Linked DNA regions of Arachis hypogaea: region 2 is linked to region 1. A link is a contact called in public Hi-C data. All regions are on one chromosome and are shown on one strand. Each heading gives the region's core, a stretch centred on a gene start, on an enhancer-like site or on the middle of the called end of the contact. The rest is flanking DNA. Distances are from core to core; before and after follow the strand shown. Region 1 holds the start of LOC112801977 (lupeol synthase). Region 2 has its middle 32 kb from the start of LOC112804702.

The links. A called contact is a pair of places that touch in the nucleus more often than the background predicts.
Region 2: a Hi-C map of leaf shows a contact between it and region 1, with 5 times the contacts expected there. The contact joins the enhancer-like site here to the promoter of LOC112801977 in region 1. A contact is called at or near these places in 2 of 8 Hi-C or Micro-C datasets (leaf and an unstated tissue).

The regions. Positions count from the first base shown.
Region 1 is chr5:93,172,568-93,179,993 of arahy.Tifrunner.gnm2.J5K5, reverse strand. It overlaps LOC112801977 (lupeol synthase), which reads right to left and starts at 5,160. Exons shown (of 17, transcript XM_025844950.3): 1 at 4,785-5,160; 2 at 3,340-3,525; 3 at 1,252-1,341; 4 at 664-861; 5 at 440-509; 6 at 171-337. The coding sequence starts at 4,979.
Region 2 is chr5:93,512,669-93,519,408 of arahy.Tifrunner.gnm2.J5K5, reverse strand. It overlaps the pseudogene LOC112803769. Among protein-coding and RNA genes, the nearest start is that of LOC112804702, 32 kb to the left of the region's middle. Within about 2 kb of position 2,753, at least 1 of the 3 cell types and tissues checked has open chromatin away from gene starts, as enhancers often do.

The DNA.
Region 1 (7,426 bases), core at 3,911-6,410:
AAATTTTAGTTCCAATATTTAATTATCGAACACAATATTGAATCCAATTCCTTAGTTTTAGTCTCAATACTCTCTCAAAATAAATAGTACCTAATTGCATGCATGACACAAAGCACAATATTTAAATGAGTATTAATCATTATTAGAAATTAAATAAATATTCAATGAACCTTAGCAACACAATTTCGAGCTTTATTCCAGTTGATTTGATCATAAGGTTTATTGTACATTTCTTCTCTCAAAGATGTGATTAAATTGGTGACAGGACCCACAAACTTCTTTCCATATAAATATGACATTGGCATATAAACCAAGCGACAGTAGCATAACATATTCCCTGGCACAATATTTGTTAAAACCACTTAGAGAAATTAAATGGTAGTACCAAAAATAAAAAAGAAAAGAGAATAACAAATTATGAATCTTGAGATATATATACCTGGGTGAACAGAGATGAAATTGGGAACAAGCCAGAACTCTGGTGGAGACCACTCATAAACTCCAAGTACCTTCACCAATAAATCAAATTAAACATGATTCATATTCATTTTAGATAGAAAAAAATAATTTACTTATTCAACAAGTAAAATGAAGCACATATACATTATTAACGACTAAATTGAACATTACTTGTAATAGAAAAATAATAGTTGATAAGTTTACCGAAACCCAGAATTTTCCCCATGAAGGAATAGCCACCAAACCACCATGGTCAAGGATCCATTTTCTGGCTCTAGCCATTGCCATGTCTTCACCATCTTCAAGTCCTTCTCCAAGTATTCTCAAAGCAATGTAACTCAATCCTGATCCAAACATTGTGCTGTGTCCCTCTATATGAAAACCCCAACCTCCATCTTTGTTCTGTCTCATTAATTACCATGGGAAAATGCCAACCAATAATTCTATTGGGTATTCATCTTTTCACTTATTGACAATTTAAATTAAATGGACATGCTTCCTTAAAAAATATTTTTTTTAATTTTTTATAAAGATATTTGTTTAGTAACATAACTTATAAAAAAAAAGTAACTATTTAAAGAAAATAACCATATTTTTAGATAAAGATAATACTTTTATAACATCTTAAAATCAAATTCAACAATCAAATGGATAAAAAAATATTTTTTCATATGAAAATAGTAAGAGTCTTCATTGTGGTATTAAAAAAATTACATAAATTTTATATTATATCTTTATAAATATCCCATGCATGAAAATGGTGAAGAAGTGTATGTATATAGTAGTAGCTACCTGGTGATTATACAAATAACGAATAATTTCTTTCTTGTGTTCTGCTCCTAAAACAACATCAAGGGATCCTGTAATATATAATGTCATTACCTGCACACATGATAATCATGGTCAATTAAATCAATAATTAAAGCTAAAAAATACTCATTAACATCCATGCATATATATTTATATTTATATGATATCATCTCAAAAATAAATAAGATTACCAAACATGATCAAATGTAATGCCAGCACTTACTTAGCAAAGTGACATAATTATTAATAAGAGTTAATACTCAAAATCGTCCTTGAAAGATACTCGATCTCCATTTTGGAACTCAAAAGATAAAATTAATCGAAATCGTTTCCGAAAGATACACGACTTGGTCACATTAGTCCTTTCGTCAGTTGGATGATGATGTGGTAGGTTAATGTCACGTGTCACGAGATGATTGGTTGACGTGTCAGGTCAGTGACACGTGTGTCACTTGACATGTAAAAAAGTTATTTTTAATCAAAATAGTCTTTCAAAGTTCAGACGTAAGTCATTTTCATCCCTAAAATTTTAAAAATTAATCAAATTAGTCTTTATATAATTTTTTATTTTTTTTGATAATATTAAATTTGAAATACTTTTTGATACTACTAATTTTAATAGAAATGTAATTGACAAACAAAAAATTAGTAATTGTATCTTTTCTTCTTAAAAATTTTGTCAATAAAATTATCTCTCTCCTTTAATTCTTCTGAAAATCTCTCTTATTCTTTTCTATTCTAAAACATTTTTCTTACATTATCACATTTTGCTGGAATATATATATACTCAAAATTGAAATGTATGTATTTGTTGACCTAAACAAAGTTATATGCTCAAAATCAAAGTTTATGTATTAAAAGAAAAATTATATAATCTATCTCAAACATATGAAACACACAAAAATTTATGTATCAAAAGAAAAATTATATAATCTATCTCAAACATATGAAACACACAAAAATTTATTATGATAGATTATATGTGTATTTCATATGTTTCATATGATAAATTACATAAATTTTTGTGTGTTTCATATGTTTGAGATAGATTATATAATTTTTTTTAATACATAAATTTTGATTTTGAATATATAACTTTGTTTAGGTTAACAAATACATACATTTTAATTTTGAGTATATATATATTCTAGCAAAATGTGATAATGTAAGAAAAAGATTTTAGAAAAGAATAAGAGAGATTTTGAGAAGACTTAAAGGAGATAGATAATTTTATTGACAAAATTTTTAAGAAAAAAAGATACCATTACTAATTTTTTGTTTGTCAGTTACATTTCTATTAAAATTAGTAGTATTAAAAAATATTTTAAATTTAATATTATCAAGAAAAAATTTAAAAAAATTATATAATGACTAATTTGATTATTTTTTAAAATTTTAGGGATGAAAATAACTTACGTCTGAACTTTCAAAGACTATTTTGATTAAAAATAACTTTTTTACATGTCAAGTGACACGTAGCACGTGTCACGTGTCACTGATCTGACACGTGAACCAATCATCTCGTGACACGTGGCATCAACCCACCACGTCATCATCCAACTGACGGAAGGACTAACGTGACCAAGTCGTGTATCTTTCGGGGACGATTTCGATTAATTTTTTCTTTCGAGGACCAAAATAAAGATCGAGATATCTTTCAGAGATGATTTTGAGTTTTAACTCTTATTAATAAATATAAAAAATAATATATATATATATATATATATATCATAAAATTATTCATTCCAAAAGTTTAGACTAATAGGAGAAAACAATATGAATAGTTATATTTCTAACACTCTCTCAAGTAAAAGTCTCTTTTGAATTTGTTTGATTCTTGTATAGACATTTTTTTATTTGCTTTATCTTTTTTTTTTTTTACTTTTGGAATTCACTAAAATCGAACTCTAGATCTTTTGAAAATACCATATCATAAAACTATTCATCCTACAAACTTAAATTGATAAGAGAAGAAAATATAAATAGTTATATTATTTCTACCGATATAACAACTTTGTATAGCAAATAGCATAGAGGCTAAAATTGTAGTATTAAAATACTAAAGCTCACCAAAGGTTGAAGGAAAAATAAAGGGCCAGCAGATTCAGCGGGCCAGTGACCATCATGTGCTTGAATAGAAGAAAAGAAAGTGAGAGATCTTCTCATTGTTGTAATCAATGCTTCTTTTGTTATCTTCTCTTCTTCTCCCACTTTCACTGCTTCTGGTATTGCTCCACATCTGTTCTCTTTTGTGAGCTGCCACCGGTTAAATGCATTTCAATTTTTGTCAATACTCAACCACCCCATGACCAGAGTCATAAGTGAAGTGATCAAGTGAGTCATAGCAATAATTGTTTATTATTGTAAATGTGAAGTTGGCAGAAAAAGAAGAAGAAGAATAATACTTGATTTGACTATATTTTAGCTGATGAAAAAAGATAATAGTTATATTTCTAATATTTCGTAAATTTTTATTGTACGTATTGTATAAGTATTCTATTGACTCTTCGTACCTTCCCTTAATATATATATCTACTTATTCCTACTACCTTATAGTTGAAAGCTTTCCTATAATAATAATAGGGACATGGAAGAGATTCGGTATATTTCTTAAAAAAGATCATTTATTACATATAACTCATGAAATTTGTTATTTATAAAAATAAGCTAAAACTTTTTAATTGGAATATCATGCGCATTCAATTATATTAGGTGTACATTACAATCAGTTGCTAAAATTAATTATTTGTGTAGAATACGTATTAAAATACAAAATATAAAATACACGTTAAAAATAAATTAAACTACATATATATTTATATAAAAATATATTTTGGTAATTAATTTTAATGTGTAAATAATATTTTTATAATGCATTATTATCTTTACTATATATTTATTATTATTTCAAATTTGATATAGTAAACATGAAAAGTATTTTACATAATATATGATATGTGCTCATATTTAGATAAGTAATTATTTATGGATAATTTTTTATTTATTTAAATATTTGAAATAAGTAGGTTTACGATATTATAAAAAAATATTATGACAAAAATATTTCAGAATTTGATCTTTATTATTTTTAAAAGAATGATTTTAGTATAAAATAAATAAAAAAAATACATGCAAATTTTATATAAATTAAAAATCAACCATAAAAAATAACGGTATAAAATATATTTTTCTTACAAATGAATCATTAAAGAATGTAATGCTACTTTTTAAGTGGTGGTGGTGGTTAAAACAAAGTGCAATGTGAGTTGTGGGAGGAATGAAGTGGTTTTTCCATGTAATAATTTAAAGAAAAATGTTGATATATATGAGGGGAGATTTTCAACTTAAGAGAAAGTGAGACAGAACTAGTGATGTATTCTTTTGAAGGGCTACAATGCAAATTGAAGATGGAGTTTTGGCATGATGTATGGATAAGGGATGGATAAGGAATACACAACAAACAAAAATCGAACTCTAACTCTTTCGGACATTGATACAAACCATTGAAAAATTACCTGCATCCTCATTAAGAGGTCAGAACTTTGTTTGATGGAAAATTTATTTTTAGTGAACTCTTGGCGTAGCCTTTCAACCTCAGCACGTTCTTGTGGTGTTCCTGCATTTGGATCGAATTCCCAATGTTGTCTTCCTATGAAGTTGTTCACTGAAACCAAGTTCTTTCCTCCTTCTGCTATCTTCAACTTCCACATCTTCAACTACTATGTATGTTTCTGTTTTTGTTTGATCTCTTTTTACTTCTCCAGTTCTCCCTCTGTTGCTACCTCTTTTGATGAAACCACAGAGTATGTAGCTTTATATAATATACACTACACTATGCAACAGAGTGAAATAATTAAATTTTGATTCTTAGACTATGTATCTATAAGAGAAATTAAATCTATTTATGTGCCTCTTTCTTAGCTTTTTGCTTAAATTTATGGAAGATATAATTTTATGACATCTAATTAGAATTTTAATAATTGAAAAATCTGGATTTTTAATTTTATTATTTCTTTAAAAAAAATAATATAAAATAAATAAAAATAAAAAATTATGTAAAAATGTAAACAAATTTAAAAAAAAAACTCTTCTACAAAAAAGTAAGTTAAAAATATAATTATTTTTATATTTTTTTATCCGTTTTTAAGTTTTTTAAAAAAACTAATTTTATGAGAATAACTTTATGTACTATATAGTATGTATCCAAGAGGGTGAAATAGTTAAATTTTGATTGTTAGACGGTGTAAATTATTTTTAAATTGTAATATTAACTTTCTGTATATAATAACGCGCCACTCACATTGGACGTTAAAGATAACTTGCGGAAGGTAATAATATTTTTTCAATAACTACCGAAAGTGTGTCCTAAATTTCAATTAGGCAAGTATCATCATATTAAACTAATCGGTTCCAGCCTCGTTAATTTATAAAAAGATTGATTTTGTAATTCATTATGCTCATTAATTTTATATTGTTATTCAATTTTTATTTTATTTTTTAAAATTCAATAAAAAATATTTTTTATATAATCAAAATATTATAAAATTTTAAAATATATTCATTATTTTTTGAAATGATATTTTGTATTAAAATTAATAAAAAGTATTTTTTATTGAAATAAAATTATAAATTTTAAAAACATGCTCACCACTCTTTTAAAATTATATTTTTCACTAAATTTTACAAAAAAAAAAATTCAAAGCATACAAATTATAAATTTCTAAAACATTCTTGTCACTCCCTAAAATTATAATTTGTGACAAATTCTAAAAAAAATTGTCAAAATAAAATATTATAAATTAAAAAAAAATCTTAATTTTTCTTCTCAAATTGTATTTTGTACCAAATAAATTTTTTAAAATATCCATTATTCTCTTAAGATTATATTTTGCTTAAATTCTATAGAAAATAATTTTTTTCTTAAAAGTAAAAAGTTGTAAATTTCTAAAGTATACTCATCACTCTTTTGAAATTATATTTTGCACTATAAATTATATTAAAAATAATATGTATATGAACACAATTTATTTATGATAAATAGAAGTATCACTTTGAATATGTTATTGTTTTGTCGATTTTTAGCAAATCGATGGTGGTTCGATATCTAATAGTTTGGGAACAAAATTTACTCCTATTTTGCAGGTACCAATTTTCTATAAGTGTATCAAAGTGTCTTGAATTAGACGAGTATTAAAATAAAGGGTAAATTAAAATTTGTAAAAGAATAAAAGAAGTGAAAAACAAAGAATTCAAAAAGTAAATTGACTAAAATAAAAAAGGGTTGCGTTGAACTTTAAAGAAAGTAATAAAGATGCGGTCAAAGAACTTTGGACATAAAAATTAAAAGTACTGAAATGTAAATTAAATACGAAAATTAAACATTGCTTAAACATAAATTTGCTTGAAAGATAAAGTTTTACAAGAATCATAAATAAAAAAGATAAAGATAATGGAAGGAACCCTGCAGAAATTAAACTCAAATGCAGACTCATAAATTCTCTAGGATGTGAATGTGCTTGAGTGTATTTCTGAAGAAAGATTCCAACCCTTATTTCCTAAAACTTGCTAATATTTATAATCTACTTCTATAACCGACCATTAATTGCATGGTGCTGCCTTCTATGCACATTCTCAAATAATTGTTCCCATTCTTTTGCTGATAAACGTTATCCATAAATTCCTCATTTGAAAACAGCCTTCAATTTCTCTACTTAGTGTAACTGTTCGATTCTTTATTTAAACTTCCGTTCGATTCTTCAATTGAATACCTATTCGATTTTTCAAGATATATAAATCGAATATGTGTAAAAATAACTTCTAATAAATGTATGCATGTGCATTATTTCGACTTTCGTTCCCATCCTAACATCTTTTTAATATTTCGAATTATCTTATCTTAATCGAAAATATTTTTTGACTAACAATTATAAAACTTAAAAGAATGAAAAATACTACCTTTGTTCCAATTAAGTATTTAGTTTTAAAACTTTATTCGGTTCCAACAAGAAGAGACTAACTAAAAGAATTAAGTAAATAATATTTATTATTGTTTTCATTACATGGAGTGGAATAAAACGGATCACAATGTTCATTGGTCATCTTTTTTATTTTTTTTAAAATTAGATGTAAAATAAAAAATACTTTTTATATTAATTAA
Region 2 (6,740 bases), core at 1,504-4,003, 340 kb before region 1:
ATTTAAATTGTAAGATCTAATGACAAACTTGCTTATATATTTACTAAACCACTGTCTAAAAACAGATTTTGCAAGTTGAGAATAACCTTGGGTATTATTTGTGTTGAATCCTTAAACTAACTTGATGGTGAATTTTTCTATGTTTTTGTCTCTCAGGTCGAAAGGAGACAAAACTGGACAAATGATGAACCCCTCTAAGTTTCCTTAATCAACGCTGAGTATTACCTTCTGTTTGATATGGGTCAAGCTGAATATTTTTGGAGGTCCCTTGTGTTTTTTTAAACTTCACCATTGGGCTAAAAAAAGCTGTATTCTATGAATTAGGTCTCATCATACCTTTGATCATAAATCCAAAATATTTGTTTTTATATTTTTTACCAAGTCAAATTATGTTTAGATTCCCAAAGATTTTTTTTTACTTCTCTTTTCACATGCTTACTTCCATATATTTATAAAATGTTTTTGAAACACCTTTTCAAAGTATTTTGAAAGATATTTTGTGTTTTCAAAATAAGTATTCATTTTAATTACTTATCGGAAATCGCTCATCTTCCTCGTCTAGCTTCCATTATTCTCAAAAACTGAATTTATCGATGTTTATTATAATGAGAAAGAAGGTAGCCTGCAGAGGTTCTCTAGCAAACCCTCCACCTAGAAATCCTCCTCCAAAGAATCAAGTACACACCCATATTTACATTCATTCTCACTCTTCATCACACTCCTCACCTATTTCAGAGACAATGACTCAAGCGAAAGCAACCTCTCATCATCCATCAACACTTCTTCCAAATGCTGGCACTTTTAGGGCAAATGTGGCCAAGGAAGAAGCCTATAACCAAGGAAGAACCACCTTTGTCTTCTCTTCCTCCTCAATCTTCTTCTCGTCCAAAAGGACGTTCTGCTCCTAAAGCCTCATCAAACCGTTCAACCAAAGGTAATCGTCGACCTTCTCTTCAATCTGAAAAGGAACCTTATGACTTTGATCCTGTCGATTTCAACTGATTTTGGCAACCTTTCTCATTCTCATTTTGACCCATTTTGTTTCTTTTCAAGCATGAACTTCAAATTTTACAGGTCTATTGTGTCTAATCGCCCCTTACATTTAACATACCTGGCTTATTTAGATGTCTTGGCTAAAAAAAGTTTGAATTTTGTTGAAAATATTGTTTACCTAGACTGGAAAAATCTTGTTAAAATTATAAAATCAGTTTATCTTGAATTGTTTCGAGAGTTCTATGCTAACATGTACTATCATAAAAAAAATATTCATTCATATGTTAGTGGCCATGGAATTTATTTAAACAAAGATTCAATCAGTAAAGCCCTATATTATAATGACCTAGGTGTAAATATTTACACCTTTGGTAAGTGGAATAATGATCTGGACATTTTATACAAAGATGCTTTGGTCAATAGATGTGAACATTTTTCTTATGGTTGGTGTCACTACAAACCACTACACCGATCTCTAGGTCTTGTTAGAGTCCAGCTGCATCATATCATCACTCATATTCTCTTATTTCAAAGTGGTTCCTATCAAAGAGTTACTCTCTGTGATACCTTAGTTCTATTTTCCATTCTTAACAAAGCTGAAATCTCTTTTTGCATACTTAATGATGTGTCACATGTACGATTGCATCCGTAGTGACAAAAATATTTTCTTACGAAATGTATATTTTTAACCTGTTTTTTCGAACATTTTGGTGTTGATCTAATTGATGACAAGATAATAGAACTTCTTATCTAAAAGGCGGTGGTCCAGTAAAACAATCTAAGAAAAAAGGGACTAGAAATGAAAATGACATTGTCATAGAAGAAAAAGAAGATAAAAGTCTTCCTCCTCCCTCAGTTGACGGCACATCCTCCTCCAACAAGTATCTAGTCAATGGCGTAGTGAAAGACCAAGAATTTGTGAATTTGACCAAACAGCTGATTAATTTGAGCAAGCAAGCAAGAAAATTGACAATTCAAAATGAAAATTTCTTGAGAAAATCTCAAAGCCGAGTTGAAGTGTTTCTTAAGTATATTGACTCTTTGGAAATGGAACCATTGCAATCTGATAAAAAAGATAAAGAGATCTTGGAATCCAAGGATAAGGGATCTGATGTTTAGTCCATTGTTTCTATTGTTGTTGCTTAAAATTGTTTTTGTTGTTATGTTATGATCTTTTTATACTCTTTACTTTATTTGGATGATTGTAATCTGATTGATGGGATTTAAAAATTTGAACTGATGACTGTTTCTACCTAACAACATTTTATGCAGGACATATGTTACCTCCTTGATAACAAAAGAGAAAGTGAATATAAAAATAAATTGAATTAATTAAGTTGTAGACTATCTGTTTGATGCTATTGGTTGTTTAACAGTTTCTTATTGGTTGATGCTGCATTATGAACTTTGAAGCTTGATAGTTTTTGAAATGCTGGTTCAATGCTTTAAGGAAGTGATTTGATTATAAGTTCTGCATATAGATGCCTGTTTATTAATAATTACATGTTAAGAAAAGTACACAGGAGAAGCCATCTGAACGAAAAAAATGGGGAGATTAACCTGAAGTTGAAACATTAAAGAGAAGCATCATAAAACTCCTCTTCCTTTAATTTCAATTCATTTATTTCTAATGTTTGTCATCAAGAAGGAGATGTTTGGGTTTTAAAAAAATAACAATAATAAATGATGACCAACATGATAGTTTTGGGTTGAAAACGCGAAAATAAATGAGATGTGTGTGTTCATTGTGCAGGCGTCTAATAAAAATACAACCATTCATTCAGGCCCAAGAACAAGTACAAACATTACACGCCCATATGACCCAATTACAACAAGCCAACTATTTTCTTCTCTGACCCGTAAACAAATGATAAAAACACTCCCATCTCTCTTTAGTTTAATGCAATTACAAATGAATTTAATTTTAATATATTATAAATATAAGATTTAAACATCTGTCTAATCATATATTATTGTATTAGAAAAAAATATAACTCAACTATGTACTAGGTGAAAAATTTACAAATAAAAATAAGTGATCAATTAGTGTAGATTTATGTCATTGTTTAATATTATATTATAAAATTATTTATTCTAAAAAAAAATTAAATTATTAGGTCATGATATATAATTGATTATATATCTAATATAAATTAAAAGATTAATTTCGACAGAATTTGTATGAACCTGTAATCCTTCAGCTGTGCAATCAGAGACTTGCCAACCTTGGTCATGCATTGAGAATTCCATGAACCTTTTGAGATGTGTCTATACATTCCCATGAAGTCACCACTAGGGTTTTCACTAACCTTCAATTTCAAATTAAAGTCTCTTTTAATAGTAATTTTTGTTTCAAAGATCATATAGTATAGATATGTATAATGAAGAAACATTAATTAATTAATTAATTAATTAATTAATAGGTATTAATTGGTCGTACCTGTGAAGCCTTGACAAAATCGTGAGCTTTTCTAAGTGTAGGACCGTACTCTTCACTTAGATTACAAGCAAGTATTGCTTGGATTGCAAATGCTGCATCCCACATTTGACTACCAAAACTCTACATCATTTTGAAGAACAATTATTAATTACTAATTTTTTTTAAATTTCATTTAGTGTAAAACTTTTTTATATTTTACAGCTTGTTGTATAATTTAATTTAATTTAATATTTTAAAAATTTTACAATAATTACCTTAAAATTACGAAAAAGAAATAATTATAATAATTAATGGCGTAAGAAAACAGTGAATCATAGTTAGTTATTATACCAATATTGGAAAATCAATTTAAATTGATTCTTTAATATTAATTAACTACATTATTATTGAAAAATACAGAGTTGAGTATAATTAAACAAAATTATTTTAAAAAAGCAATAATTACTTGAATTTTCAAGCCATCTTCGGCGAGCCAAAAATAATCAGGAATTCGGGCTAAATGGAGTTTGTATGCCTCCGAATTAGGATCTTCAACCCAACGCGCAATCAAACACAAAACCTGCATTATGTCATGATTTTCATTTCCTTCAATTATTCATATAAGATTATTGCATTGTAAATGAATAAAATATAAGATTATTTTATTTACCTTCTCTACACTTCCAATGCAAAGGTATCTACTATTCTCATCCTCATATCTAACATGACTAATTGCAATTTCTAATGCCTTTTGTCTAAGCTTAGAAAAGGGCCAAGAATTCAGCAAAGGCTCTCCCACGTGATGAAGAAATCCCCATAACATATCTTGAATTAAAGGATGTGGATAATACAAATCCTCCTATATATATATATTTGTATCATGTATGTCATTATAACATTAATTAGGGATATAAATATATAAGACAGCGTTTGAAAGAAAAATTGAGACCATAAGATTAGGAGGAGATTGAAAAATAGATTAAATCGAGTATTTTTATTATATTTGGTGTAAAATATATTAAATTAATGAGTATAATTTAAGATAAATATAAAAATTGAAGAATAATAAAATTTAAAAAATTAAATATAAATATTTTAAAAAATATATTATTAAAATTTTAGTCTTTTATATTCTATTTTTGAAAAATACTAAAAGAACTAAATTTTATATTCTAAAACTGAAATTTTAGTTCCAATATTTAATTATCGAACACAATATTGAATCCAATTCCTTAGTTTTAGTCTCAATACTCTCTCAAAATAAATAGTACCTAATTGCATGCATGACACAAAGCACAATATTTAAATGAGTATTAATCATTATTAGAAATTAAATAAATATTCAATGAACCTTAGCAACACAATTTCGAGCTTTATTCCAGTTGATTTGATCATAAGGTTTATTGTACATTTCTTCTCTCAAAGATGTGATTAAATTGGTGACAGGACCCACAAACTTCTTTCCATATAAATATGACATTGGCATATAAACCAAGCGACAGTAGCATAACATATTCCCTGGCACAATATTTGTTAAAACCACTTAGAGAAATTAAATGGTAGTACCAAAAATAAAAAAGAAAAGAGAATAACAAATTATGAATCTTGAGATATATATACCTGGGTGAACAGAGATGAAATTGGGAACAAGCCAGAACTCTGGTGGAGACCACTCATAAACTCCAAGTACCTTCACCAATAAATCAAATTAAACATGATTCATATTCATTTTTGTTGAGCCTAGTTTGAATTTGGGTTAAGTTGTGATGACAAACATTGTTTTGGGTGAAAAGTCCAATATTATTTAATGAGAGTGTTAGTGATGCAGGCCCAAAGTATCCAAGTTCACATTGTTTCAGTCTAAGTTTAACAAGTGCTTCAACAATGAGCCAAAGCTCATCCTCATAGCAACGTCCATTATGTTATATGTCTTACTAAAAGCTAAAGGAAGACAGCTGGAAAAGGAAAAGGACAAGTGTTGGTATAATAAAGCAACAAGGACAGCTGGGACACTCTCACCTCTCCAAGGACAAACAGTAAAGCAAAATTTCAGAAAAGGGAGAGCAAAACACAAACATGCACAAGCAGCAGAGGTAATGGGTGAAGCTCCTCGTATGGCAGAGATCATGGAGCAGGAAGAAAAAGGAGAGCATGCCAAGGAAGAAAACAAAGCCAAGGACTACAGAGGTGGTGGACAAACTCCTCCAGCAGCAGGAGTAGTGGAGCAGGATGAAGAAGGACAGCTTGCTAGCTGTGCCAGCTACAACGGGCAGCAAGGACAAGCAAAAGGATGAAGCTACAATGAAGCCAAGTTGAAGATATATAACAAGCTTCACTCCAACATTTGAAGTTGAGGAAGAGAGCACACATATTCAGAGCACCATCTCTAACATAGAGCTGAAATCTCTTTCTTCTACTCAAGCTTAATTCTGATTTTATGTTATGGCTGTCTTGCGTTATTTTCTGTTTTGAAAAAGGCAATTATGTGAGATTCAAAAGCCAAGAGAGAAAAGGCAAGTGATGCATAATAGCCACTGATTTCTGATGTAATCTGGGTTTATGAACTAGGATTAGTTCCCCTTGCCAAGTTGGGTTAGCACTTGGTGAGAATTGAATCTGTGTAGATTCCCCTTCCAAGTTGGGATAACACTTTGGGGTTGCTAAGCTTTGGTGAAGAAAGCTTAGGGGTAGATACTAGTTGGATTAGGGATTAATTCAATAGTATTGGTGTATGTAATCTGAGAATTATAGTGGAAATTCCACCATGGTTTGTGGTGGAGACTGGACGTAGGATTCATGGCACTGAGAATCCGAACCAGGATACATGCTGGCCTCTTTCTCCTCTTCTTTGCTCTTTCAATGCTCTGCGTATGAGACAATTTTAAATAATCTCCTGCAACTAGAGTAACAGCAAAACAGAGTTTAAAACTTTAAGTTTTAAACTAACTTGATTCAACCCCCTTCTCAAGTTCAACTAGAATCATCAATTGGTATCCAGAGCTCGGTCTCAAGAAGGCAAGCTTCACAGCTTGGAGTAAAGATCCATGGCCAACAACATGAATCCCAACATCGTGGCTTTCACTCTCACTGAAGGGCAGTCCAACAATAGACCTCCCTACTTCAATGGCAGCAACTACTCTTACTGTAAAGAAAGAATGAGAATCTTCGTGCAGTCGATTGACTACAATATCTGGAAGATCATTCTCAACGGCCCAGACGTTCCTACCAAACAGAATGCTGATGGAGAAGTTGTGGCAAAGGAGGACAACGAATGGATAGATGAAGAAATTGTGCTCTTTGCAAGAAAAATGAGAAGACTACTGAGATA